Regions from separate parts of the Ovis aries genome. Here region 1 is linked to region 2. The links are chromatin contacts, called in public Hi-C maps. All regions are on one chromosome and are shown on one strand. Each heading gives the region's core, a stretch centred on a gene start, on an enhancer-like site or on the middle of the called end of the contact. The rest is flanking DNA. Distances are from core to core; before and after follow the strand shown.

What was found. Hi-C and Micro-C count contacts between places; a contact is called where the count stands out from the background.
Region 1: a Hi-C map of tail adipose tissue shows a contact between it and region 2, with 2.9 times the contacts expected there. The contact joins the enhancer-like site here to the promoter of PRSS23 in region 2. A contact is called at or near these places in 2 of 16 Hi-C or Micro-C datasets (both in tail adipose tissue).

Annotation. Positions count from the first base shown.
Region 1 is chr21:8,349,191-8,355,968 of ARS-UI_Ramb_v3.0, forward strand. All of the region lies in intron 3 of LOC121817470 (a long non-coding RNA gene), which reads left to right. Among named protein-coding and RNA genes, the nearest start is that of ME3, 67 kb to the right of the region's middle. Within about 2 kb of position 2,966, at least 24 of the 54 cell types and tissues checked have an H3K27ac peak or open chromatin away from gene starts, as enhancers often do. A contact at or near this core is called in tail adipose tissue, where this site is marked.
Region 2 is chr21:8,278,154-8,284,563 of ARS-UI_Ramb_v3.0, forward strand. It overlaps PRSS23 (serine protease 23), which reads right to left and starts at 4,399. Exons shown (of 2, transcript XM_004019398.5): 1 at 4,297-4,399. LOC121817470 (a long non-coding RNA gene) reads left to right here and starts at 4,716. Exons shown (of 4, transcript XR_006057383.1): 1 at 4,716-5,243.

The DNA of each region.
Region 1 (6,778 bases), core at 1,716-4,215, 70 kb after region 2:
TTTGTCAAAGTCAAGGAAACTGTAGGACGGAGGCCTCCGAAAGGGATCTTGGGAGCATCCATGGCATGACCCCAAGAGATGAGTCCTGCCCTGGTCCAACCAGGGGTTCTTCCTTTGGCCAAGTCAAAGCGGTCTAATCTCTTTACCTTTCCTCTTGCTCATGGCTTTGACCTCAAACAGCAGAGAGAGAGAGAGAGGAATGGGGAAAAACCAGGACAGGAGGAGTCAGCCAAAAAGTTGCATTTCTAACGTGCTACGAGTCATGTTTGTCCAACAGACTAGTTACACAAACCATACTAGTTTCAGTCACTCAGTCGTGTCTGACTCTTTACGACCCCATGGTCAGCAGCACGCCAGGCCTCCCTGTCCATCACCAGCTCCTGGAGTTTACTTAAACTCATGTCCATTGAGTCTGTGATGCCATCCAACCATCTCCTCCTCCCACCTTCAGTCTTTCCCAACATCAGGGTCTTTTCAAATGAGTCAGCTCTTCCCATCAGGTGGCCAAAGTATTGGAGTTTCAGCTTCAACATCAGTCCTTCCAATGAACATTCAGGACTGATTTCCTTTAGGATAGGCTGGTTGGATCTCCTTGCAGTCCAAAAGATTCTCAAGAGTCTTCTCCAACACCACAGTTCAAAAGCATCAATTCTTTGGCACTCAGCTTTTTTTATATTCCAACTCTTGTATTGATACATGACCACTGGAAAAACCATAGCTTTGACTAGATGGACCTTTGTTGACAAAGTAATGTCTCTGCTTTTGAATATACTGTCTAGATTGGTCATAACTTTTCTTCCAAGGAGGAAGTGTCTTTTTATTTCATGGCTACAGTCACCATCTGCAGTCAGTCTGGAGCCCCCAAAAATAAAGTCTGCCACTATTTCCACTGTTTCCCCATCCATTTCCCATGAAGTGATGGGACCAAATACCATGATCTTTGTTTTCTGAATGTTGAGCTTTCAGCCACTTGTTTCCCTCTCCTCCTTAACTTTCATTAAGAGGCTCTTTAGTTCTTCTTCACTTTCTGCCATAAGGCTGGTGTCATCTGCATATCTGAGGTTATTGCTATTTCTCCCAGCAATCTTGATTCCAGCTTGTGCTTCTTCCAGCCTGGCATTTCACATGATGTAATCTGCATATAAGTTAAATAAGCAGGGTGACAATATACAGCCTTGATGTACTCCTTTTCCTATTTGGAACCAGTCTGTTGTTCCATGTCCAGTTCTAACTGTTGCTTCCTGACCTTCATACAGGTTTCTCAAGAGGCAGGTCAGGTGGTCTGGTATTCCCATCTCTTTTAGAATTTTCCACAGTTTGTTGTGATCGACACAGTCAAAGGCTTTGGCGTAGTCAGTAAAGCAGAAATAGATGTTTTTCTGGAACTCTCTTGCTTTTTCCATGATCCAGCGGATGTTGGCAATTTGATCTGTTGCTCCTCTGCCTTTTCTAAATCCAGCTTGAACATCTGGAAGTTCACGGTTCATCTATTGCTGAAGACTGGCTTGGATAATTTTTTTAAATTTTCTTAATTAATGATAAACACCTTCACCTTTCTCTCAGAGCCTACCCTCATCTGTACCTTCCATTTCTTCTCTCTGTATCTCATCATATTTTGTAGAAGCCTCTGTGAGTGCACACTGCCCTGCCCTGTTTACCAGTACCACCATATAAATGGGGCTTTCCAGGTGGCTCAGTGGTAAAGAATCTGCCTGCTAAGCAGAAGATGCAGGTTCAATCCCTGGATTGGGAAGATCCTCTGGAGAAGGAAATGGAACCTACTCCAGTATTCTTGCCTGGGAAATCCCAAGGGTAGAGGAGGCTGGTGGACTACAGTCTATGGAGTCACAAAGAGTTGGACATGACTTAGTAATTAAAACAACAACCGTCTAAAAAGGTGAGTTCTTTGTGGGCAGCAGCCGTGTCTTCTTCATGGCAGTAGTTCCTGTAAAATAGCATCATGATGCTGTATGGTTGGTTGGCCCTCAGTTCTTGTTAAGTGAATGATTAAATGAGTGTACGCATGGCAAAAGGGAGATGCATTTATTTAGACCTTTTGGGCCTTCTCAGAGCTCAGCAGCTGGGCTGTGCCCATTGTTTCTACTTACAGCTCCTACCAGGTTCCCTGAAGACCCAGTAACTCTGTGCCCATTTGGATTTTTTGAGGGCATTCCCAATTGTCCCCATAAGACAGCACGTCCCAGAGGAGGGATGAAGACGAAGAGAGCCAACTCTCCATTGGGGGAAATCAAGGATGGGAGCTGAGCCACTCCTGCCCGATTTCAACAGAACCCTCTGTTGCACAGGGAACAGAGGAGAAATTGTTCATCCACATCTCATTGCTCATGGAAATATTCCGACTGCAAAGTCAGCATCGGCTTTGATTTCCTGCCCTGGGAGGAGGCCAGGTCAAAAGGCGCCAAGGGGGCCTGTGCAGAGTCAGAGGGCTCATGAGATGGGGTGAGAGGAGACCCCCATGCCCCGTCTGTGTTCGGCAGTGGAACTTCTAGCACTGGGGGTGGTCAAGCCAAGCCAGCCCCGTCCTCTCCTTAGGCTCCTCTGAGAACTCCAGCCCCTCTTGGAACCACCACAGCCGGAAGTGTGAGGGTCAAAGCAGGCCTGAGGGTCTGTGCCCGGGGCCTGCACTTGCTTCCTTGAAAGGAACTGCACAGGGAGGGTCTGGAGTGCTGGGCCTCTGAGGGGCCTGAGGGTTAGGGAACCAGAGGCAAACCCAGCCATCTGAGTCCCCTTAAAGAGGACATCAACTAAAATAACCTGGGAAAGGCACTTCCAGAGCAAAAGTACGTCCAGTTGCTGTCTCAAAGCTAATTTTAAGAATGTCCTTTTCTCTTGAAATTTCATCACCATGACTCATCGCACTGCAGGCCAAGATTCTGAAGCTCTGAGTCAGATTGGGCCCTGAGAGCTGAGGCTCAATGGGAGTTTTACCTAAATAAAGCCTGCAAGCGGGCCTGCTGTGATAGATGCCTTAGAAATTTGCTAATTCAGCAATGCACACGCCCTGCACCTCTGCTGTTCACACAGTTGCCCGCAAGTTCCTGGGGCTGTTGGTGTGACCAGGCTTCTCTCAGGTGTGAGAACTTCCTTCTTCTTGCTTGAACCTTCAGCTAGTTTGTTTCGGTATCTTCCCTATGAAGGTGGGTCCTTTCCTGTAGTCTGCTCAGCCCCTCTGTAGCCCCTTTTGATGTGATGTGCTGTGCTCAGTCGTGTCTGACTCTTCTTGACCCCATGGACTGGACCCACCAGGCTCCCCTGTCCGTGGGATTTCTCAGGCAAGAATACCAGAGTGGGTTGCCATTTCCTTCTCCAGGGGATCTTTCCCACCCAGGGATCGAACCCATGTCTCCTGCGTCTCCTACATTGGCAGGTGGATTCCTTACCACCGCACCACCTGGGAAGAGCCTTTTTGATATTTGCAGCCAAAATGGTGTGACGATTAAGCACAAATTCCAGAAAGGATCCAGACAGGGTGACGTTCTCTAAGTGCCAAGCAAAGGGAATGGCATTTACATTGGGATTTTTGAAAGTCGCAGCTGGAAGGGGCCTCAGCTCATCACCTTCCCTATCATTATATAGAGATCCATGTTACCTAGGACTCAGATCGACAGCTTGCCCAAGGTGACCCAGCCATTAGGAGGAGGATCCAGATGTGAAGCCAGGGTCTGCTCACATCTTGACCTCTTGACTCAACTATTTCTGCTTTTGTTTACTCCGTATCCAGATTAATCTCTAGACTCTACAAAGCCTACATCTGGGTGTTGGGGGAGGAGGGGACATAGAGGAAAGTGAGGAGGCCAAGTTCAAGGCTGACCACCTGCTTTGGTGCCCCTTGAGCTCCAGGTCAGGGACCTGAGATGATGGTGGCTGTAACCATGGCAACAGGAGGCCTGAAGAGTGACCCTGGAGGGGAAGCTGGGACTGCTGGGGAGTGGCCCAGAGGCAGAGACCCGGTCTCCACTCAGGGATAGTGGCCACAGAAGGTTAATAAAAGTAAGAGACACGTGGAGCTTGGCCCAGGGGACCTTTGGCTTCTCAGCTGTCCCTGGGGCACACGGTGGGTGGTGCCCTTATCGTGAACGAGGGGGTGAGGTGGGGCATGCAGGCATGTAGAGTAAGAATAGCTTTGCAGTCAGGTTGTTGAAGTCAGAATTTTGGTGGGGGGAGGTTGCCACAGAGGCCCACTCTCCTGATGTAGAAAGGCTTGTCCTGGGGTCCCAGAGACATTACAGGAACCCAAGCTGGGCTCCATAACGCAGCCAAGACTCCTGGGGCCTAAAGTCGGGGCTCTGGCAGGAACCCGAGGGGCTAACCCCAGCTCTCTTCCCTTTGACTCAGTGTCCCTGCCCTGATCTCTCCATCTCTGTCTCTCTCTGATTTTGTACTCACTTTCTCTTGACATCTCTTCTTCTTCCTGTGCATCCATGCTGTTTTCCCCTCCCTCTGCCTGTAGGTCTCCTCACTTTTGTTAACGTGTGACCCAGAATGGCTGCTCCTGTATTAAGTGCATCTTAACAGCCTTCAGCTCAGCTTCCGTGACTTGGTGGCTATAATTTTCTAGACTCTAAAATCTAAAAGAGGAGCCCAGTGGGCCCAGATCGCATTTCTGAGCCTGGCTGCACGAGTCATAGGCTGCTGGCCATCCCACGGATTAGCTGCTCTTGTGTCAGACCTCCAGCCTCATGCCATCAACTGTGGCCATGGGCGCAGTCAGTCAGCCAGGAATGAGACAGAATAGACGAAGGAAGGTTCCTGACCTGCAGAGCGTCATCTGTACATTCAGCTGAGCCACTTCCAAGACACATGACTCTGGGCAAGGCGTCTTACTTCTCTGGACCTTAGTTTTCCTCATCTATAAAATGAGGGGAATAATACCTAATTCCCAGGATTGTTAAGTGAAAAGTGAAAGTGTTAGTCGCTCAGTCGTGTCCAACTCTGTGTGACCCCATGGACTGTAGCCCTCCAGGCTCCTCTATCCATGGGACTTCCCAGCCAAGAATACTGGAGTGGGTAGCCATTCCCCTCTCCAGGGGATCTTCCTGACCCAGGGATTGGACCTGGGTCTCCTACATTGCAGGCAGATTCTTCACCATCTGAGCCACCAGGGAAGCCCAGGGTTGTTAGGAAGACCAGATAAATATGACATGTAATCAAGCCACGCCAGGCCCATGGCAAATACCCAATAAATTATCGCTATTATCCACCGGAAGTGATTTAGAAGAGCTGGAGTCTTGGGTACGCACAGGACATTTTGGCCTATGTGGCCTTTTGGACTTCTCCCCCTTTTGTCTTTCTCCATCGGGAATCGTGTTCTCTTTCCCCTCTTGATGTTTGTTAATTTCTCCCTTGTTGTCAGTGCTGTAACCCAATGCTTGAGGATTTCACAACAGGATGCACTGGAGCCAGTGTTTTCCATTTGGATATGACTTCCATGTTCTTGCCTTGCTGTTGTCAATAACTTTAAAAGGGTGGAGGGTGTGGTTTACTGTACTGAATACGGCTGTGATCTGTGTTTTTGAAAATTGCTCGGGCAAAGGAAGGAAGTTGTCTGTGATGACACTGCTGGCTTTTATAACATAAATATGAAGCTCTGTGTTGTTGTTTGGCAAAATTCCCAAAATTTCCCTCAAGAAGCTCAGGCCAAGTTGAGAGTCAACTTCAGAGTGCAGAGATATATTTAATAAAAGGCAAAAATTACTCCAGATGCCAGAAATTGTTTTGCACAGCCTTCTTTCTCTCTCCATCAGTTCTCTATCTGTACACATTACATAGTCATTGCCTGGAACGTTGAATGGGTGAGCTGTGTTCCTGAGAATGTCAGTGTGAGGGCGGGTCTGGAGAGTGGGGTAGGTTACTGGAGGTTGGGGCAGTTTGGAACAAATGAGGGAAAGGGTCAATAAATGGAGACCGGGTCCTAAAATGAAGATCATGGCATCCGGTCCCATCATTTCATGGCAAATAAATGGGGAAACAATGGAAACAGCAACAGACTATTTTCTTAAGCTACAAAATCACTGTGGATGGTGACTGCAGCCATGAAATTGAAAGACCCTTGCTCCTTAGAAGAAAGGCTATGACAAACCTAGACAGCATATTAAAAAGCAGAGACATTACTTTGTTGACAAGTATTGCCAAAACTATGGGTTTTCCAGTAGTTATGCACGGATGTGAGAGTTGAACAATAAAAAAGGCTGAGCACTGAAGAACTGATGCTTTCAAATTGTGGTGCTGGAGAAGACTCTTGAGGGTCTCTTGAACAGCAAAGAGATCAAACCAATATCAACCCTAAAGTAAATCAACCCTGACTATTCATTGGAAGGACTGATGCTGAAGCTGAAGCTCCAATACTTTAACCACCTGATGCTAAGAGCCAATTCATCAGAAAAGACCCCGAGGCTGGGGAAAATTGAGGGCAGGAGGAGAAGGGGACAACAAAGGATGAGATGGTTGGATGGCATCACTGGTTCAATGGACATGAGTTTAAGCAAGCTCCAGGAAATAGTGAAGGGCAGAAGCCTGGTGTGCTGCAGTACATGGGGTCGCAAAACAGTCAGACATGACTGAGTGACTGAACAACAACAAGTCCTAACAGCCATGGTCAAGGCAAGCCTGTACTAGGTTAGAGCAGGGAGACAGATGTGTTGCAAAAACCGAGGGAGAATCTGTGGTGAAAAGCCAGGTCATTCTAAAGATTTCAGTAAGGCCTGCAGGACCCGGACTGAATTCATGGGCATGTGAGCTGTCGGGTTGCACGGGGTCC
Region 2 (6,410 bases), core at 3,149-5,648:
TGGAGGAGACTCCCTGGCCCGCAAGGAGATCCAGCCAGTCCATCCTAAAGGAGATCAGTCCTGGGTGTTCATTGGAAGGACTGATGCTGAAGCTGAAACTCCAATACTTTGGCCACCTGATGTGATGAGTCGACTCATAGGGAAAGACTCTGATGCTGGGAAAGATTGAGGGCAGGAGGAGAAGGGGATGACAGAGGATGAGATGGCTGGATGGCATCATCGACTTGATGGACATGAATCTGAGTGAACTCCGGGAGTTGGTGATGGACAGGGAGGCCTGGCGTGCTGCAGTCCATGGGGTCGAAAAGAGTCCGGCACGACTGAGCAACTGAACAACCACAACAACAAGGAGAGGTCAGCCATATGCAAATTAAACTGCTGAACCGACAGCGCTGTGTAAAGCTCTAATTCCTTAAAAATAAGCTTTTCAGTTACCTCAAAAGACTAAATCTATGAGTTTGAAATATCAGTTACAAGTTCCCTATACGATTTCAACTCTATTCATTTGTTCGTGTGGTGAGACCTTATTCTGAGAATTTTTTATATCTTCATTAAAGTTTCTATGTAACACTGAAAGCTACATATATTTTATTATTTTATTCTATTTTGCTCCATTTCATTTTTTTGGCCACGCGGCAAGTGAGATCTTAGTTCCCTGACCAGGGATTGAACCTGTGCCCCCACATTGAAAGCATGAACTCTTAACCACTGGACAGCCAGGGAAGTCCCCACCCAACTATATGTTAAAAGAAACTGTGATTCAGATTTAAAAATTAATGCAGGTCAAATTATTCCAAATTGATTTGGTTTTGAAATACCTGATCAGAAGCTGGAAGATAAAGTGATATGTTCTCAGGTCCCCCCTGGGTTTAAACTGACAACGGTATTAAAGTTACAAGCTTCATAAGTTGCTTACTCTCTTACCAAATGTATGTTTAGGATGGTTTAGAAATTGTTTTGAACAATGATCTCTTAGTCTTCTAGGTCTGGTTTTTCCAGGAGCCTTTCCCCTTCCCCAGGAACTTTTACTCAAAGAATTGTGGAAGGTGGAGGTACAAGGGGAAACGAAAAGGAAAATTTATCATGCTAGTCTCTAGCCTGTCTGGATGACAAGATTCCCCTTATCTGTTTGCAAAGGAAACCAAGGCCTCCAGCAGAGGGCGGCTTTCAAGAATGAGTGGAGGATGGCTAGGTGAGAAACCTCTTAGAAAAGTTCCCAGAGGGGGTGAGTGAGGATGTGTGTGCACAGTGGTGTTGGGGGACAGACAACAAGCTACTTCCACTCAGGGCCTTTCCTAAGGCATTCACACCTTGCCCTGACTCCTCCCCTATTAATAAAACACTTTAAAATTAGCTTGGTGATTTTGCATTAATTTCTCCATTCACCTGATACTGGAATAATTCCCCAGGAGACAATTATTGTTTCCATTTTTATAAACTCTAGGTAAACCTTCACTACGCCCATTTCATTTATTTAAACATAAACACTCTAAGATGAACACATTCATAATCTCACTACTGGAAAGGTAACTCATGGGTACATAATTTTTAATTCTCTCCTGCCTTTACCAATGGCTCACTTTATCCTCGTAGAACTGTCTGGAAAACTCACACCTTAGAAAAGAATGAAGATTTCCAAATCTTATCCTTGTATCTAACTCTCGATGAGGAAGATTCAGGTCTATAACATTTCATTTCTAGGACTAAGCCTTTACTGGATAAGGAGTCCTTTGATACAGAATTATCTTTGAACGTTCCCAACTGAGTATTTCCATGCATCACTTGACCTAAATGACAAAGCAGAACGGAAAATGAAGGTAAGCAAATATTTTCTGGCTGTGCTTAGTAATATGGAAACAGTATTCCTTTTCCAGCTCTGTATATCTGACTCTCAAGAGGGTTACACTTTCCATGTTCCATCATTCACCATGAGCCACTGTCCTGCTATCCACTGTCTTAAAATATTTATATGTTATGAAGATGCTGCCACTTGGTAAGTGCACGGATAACCTCACAGGGCGGGGACGCTGCTCGCTGCTCATGATCAGCTGTGCACACCACAGTGCTGCCTGGAGGCTGTGGGCAGAGACGCTCTCCCAGTTCTGCACCTCGAAAACTGCAGCAACACGCATCTCCTGCAGAGGGCAAATGTTCGGGAACTGTGATATAACTTCTACAGCAAACAAGTGTTGGCAGGGAAGATCTAATCCTCAGGGTATAAGTTCTCTGTTGTACAACATCTGAATTCCTGGGACCACTATAAACAGTAATGACAGAAAGAAAGAGCAGGCAAGTTTGTGAGGATAAAAGCTCTGGATGACATTCGGAAGGATGGTGGAGGGTTTTTTCTGTGGCCAGGGATACTGAACAGTAAAACCATGCTAATTCCTAAAGCAAATAGCTAAAAATGAACAAAGCTCTGGTAACACTCCGCAGCCAGGCACGCTCTCGTTTTCCTGAGGCACTGAACCTGTTAAAGGGAAACAAACCTAATCACATAATGGTTTAAGAATTACAGTCTTGTACAGGAAAGAAATGCAGGGTATTTACAAGCCCAGCCACCTTAAACATCATCTTGTGGTCAAACGACGTTTAACTTCGTCTCTATCAGATTTCAGGCAAAATGAACCACCCCAGTGAGCCTGGGACAAACCTGGCAGCAGAATAAGAATAGTAGAAAATGGTCAATGGTAAGACCCTGAGAAAAGAATTCCCTAGGGTCAGGGAGAGTTATGCATGAATAATGGCCAGTGGATTCAGTCCTAAGGGAGCTATGAGAAAAGATGTTCAGGAGAACCTGAGACTCTTAAACACTGCAGACAGGGGCCGGTAATGTTCTCAGGCCCGCTAATGGGAACTTTGGCACTTATACTACAGACAGAAGAATGCACCCACATTCACTATCTACCTGAATAAGTTGTCACTGTTACAAAAATGAGGTCCATATTAATTACCTTGGAAAAATGCTTCCGTTCCAGTTCAGGCGTGGGAAAGCATGACAAGTTATCACCTGACTTTATTTAAGTGGGAAAAATACAGGTGAAACAACTTATTCAAATGCAGATGGTGTGCATATGATCACAAACGCTTTCACAAGTACATATAGTGGCTTTTGTGGCAGTTTCTGCTTCTCCACTCTACCTCCAATCCACCCCTGTCTAACAGACCTCTTGAGAGGTGCACGTATAAAGTCTATTTTAAATGCTCTATGCACAAGTATGATTCTGAAACAAGTGTAGTAAATAGCTTGGTATTAATTTGGCTTTCAGCTTTTGGCCACAGCTGCCTTCAAACCACAAATTCAACTCTTTATCACAGGGCCTCCTCGAAACGATACTGACACTGGCCGATCTGCGCCAATCCTTCGCGGATCTCCTCCTAAGGAGCCGCACAGGGACCACTCAAGTTCAGTTCCAGGAACTAACAGAAGGCAGCCCTAGCCAACAGGGATCCCGAACAACCAGGAGCTTTCCACCAGCTAGGCGCTATTTCTGAAGTCTCACGGGTGTCACCCAAAAGGCAATAAAACAAACAGGATTTTTATCAGCTGCTTTCTCATGAGATGTTTGAAAGCAAGCCGAATTTGTATTCCGAAGAGGAGTGGGAGTTATCCTTCATCTAAATTATTCTTCTCGCTCTTGTGAAATATTTTTAAAAACTTCTTTCAGCTTTTATTTAAAAATGAACCCACGAAGAATGTCCACACGCTGAAGAGGAAAGATTTGCTTCCAAGAACTGTTGCTAGTTCACACAGCGGTTCCTAGCGCAGCGCACGGCCATCAGTCACAGCGCCAGAGAAGAGGGCCTTTTCTCCGACCTGTTTGCTGCCCTCTCCTTGCTTGCCAAGGTGTGTTCACAGTTACATGCCCAGGGTAAAAAATTAACTTGCAGACCTTGCTGGAATTGCAGACCTTGCTGCAAAACTCAAGGGAAAAAGTAAGTGTGTGTGTGTGTGTGTGTGTGTGTGTGTGTGTGTGTGTGTGTGCGCGCGCGAGCATGCCCAGAGCAGGCTTCTTTTCTATTCCCACCCAGCATCCGAGATGGTAGCTGCGAAAACTTGCTTTTCCCCACTCCATCCGCGGGTGACACCGTGGAAATCCAAACGCCCTGCGGGTCTCGAGTCTCCGTGGAGCTCCCGCAGGCCGCGGGTCCCAGCCCTCGAGCCCCGAGGGTGGCCGAAGCGAGGTCTCCGGGGCCCCCGCAGCCCGCAGTGCCCCTGCCTTGAGCGCAGAGGCCCTCCCTTTGTCCGGTGCCCCCCGCCCCGGGCCGGCGCCCCTCGCCCGCGCCCGCACTCACCCGCGCCGGGTGGCCCGCCGGGCCCCGGCTCGCCGCGCCGCTCAGACAGGTGTGGGCGCCGGGAGGGCGCGCGCAGCTCCCATGCCGGCTCTGCGGCGCGACCAAGTGCGAGCGGGGCGGGCGGGCCGGGGAGCCCGGCCGGCGGCCGACGGGTCCGCCCCCTGCGCGTCCCAAGCCGGCCGCCCCGCCTCCGGCCTCGGGGACGCCGCGCCCCCGCCGCCCGCGGCCCGCCCCCCGCCCGCGGCCCCGCCCCTGCCGCCCCCGAGGCCCCGCCCCTGCCGCCCCCGCGGCCCCGCCCCTGTCGCCCCCGCGGCCAGAGGCTGGCTCGGGGCTGCAGGACGGCGGCGCGCGGCTCAGCGCAGGTGGCCCCCGGCGCTCCCCTGTCCCGGCTTCGCCGCGCTTGCCCGCGCCGGCTCCCGGGGAGCCCCCTGCCGGAGCAAGCCCGAGGCCTTTGCTGCCGGCCCGCCGCCTCCTGCTCGGAAAAACCAGCCCCCTCAAAGTCGACAGCCTAGCGCCGGGGCTCTGGGCCACACCTGGTGTGCGCAGAACCCCTCCGCGAGTTTGCAGAGTTGGAAGCAAATCCTGTGCGCTCCTCACCCCACATGCACTTTTGAGAGTTTTCAGAGTCTTTAGGTGATGCCCGAGCTCCTTCCCGCTTCACCCAGCCTCTGGGGACCCCCCCAGGGGCGGAAACCTGCCTCCCGGTGGCAGGACCGCCCAGGCTTTGCATCCCCTCCGGCTGCACCCAGAGCGGGGCCCCGGGCCCGGAGCGCGGCTGGGGCGAGGCAGCTTCGAGGGACCGGCTGGTTGGGGAGCCCACCGGCCTCGACTCTTTATCGGGGCGCCAGCGGGTGGAGCCACCTCCTCGCCCAGTGGGTCAGCTTCCCTGAGTCACTGCAAGGGACCCACGGTTCAGCTGGAGAAAGTACTGATTACCCCTCTGACAGGTAAGGCCCAGGAGGAGGGTTTTCTCAGTTGAATGACTTGCCCCAATGCACTAAGGTCACGTTTTTTTCTTCTATGAAGCCATTTAGCCTGCCTTTCCTTTCTCCCACCCATGTGTTAGTTCCTCAGTCATGCCAGACTCTTTGCGACCCCATGGACTGTAGACCCCCAGGCACCTCTGTCCATGGGATTCTCCAGGCAAGAATACTGGAGTGGGTTGCCATGCCCTCCTCCAGGGGATCTTCCTGACCCAAGGATCGAACCCTCATCTCCTGTGTCTCCTGCATTGCAGGCGGATTCTTTACCGTCTGAGCCACCAGAGAAAGAATTTCTCCCACCAAAGCCTGCTGTCAAAAAGAGAGGGGTCTCACAGGCTATTTCACACCAGTGTGTTAATGACAGACCCAGGGTGCTCGCATTTGTCACTGATGTGCTTGTCACTGTTGGTGATTCTAAAACCTGAGGGCACTGTGTTAAAGGCAAAAGTATCTTCAGCCTCCGCAGGCTTGGCTTAAATTATTTTCTTTCAAAATGTTGCATTGCTAGCTATAAATATAAAACCAGATATAAACTTGTGTTATAGCTTTTGAACAAGCCAGGAATAAAGCAAAAATAAATTTGTACATCAAATATAAAGTCCTTCTCCCAGAACTATAAAATTTAAATTACTGATGTTTACTCAATAGAACTCGCCTGCCAACTCAGGAGGCATAAGAGACTCTGGATTGGATCCCTGGGTCAGGGAGATCCCCTGAGGATGGTGTGGCAACCCACCCCAGGATTCTTGCCTGGAAAATCCCCTAGACAGAGGAGACTGGTGGGCTGCAGTCCATAGGGTGGCAAAGAGCCGGACAGATGGGAGTGACTTAGCACGCCTGCACGCAGCTGCTGCACGCGTCGTGTATCTTTGGCCCGGAAGTGAGTACGTCCGGGTTCTGGTGGCTCTACCAGTCTTATGGTGTGGCCAGTGCCCTGTACTGAGTCACTTTTCTCACCTCTTTCCTCCCTTCCAGCTACGTCCCTTCTGTTCACACCCTGTGTCATTGTAATAGTTGACTTTCACTTGAGTTGCATGTATCATTCGAGATTAACTTCGTGCTGTCCCTTTCTTATTAGTGTAATGAGGAGGGTGGTGACTGCTGGTGTCAAGGCAGAGCTCACAGAGGCAC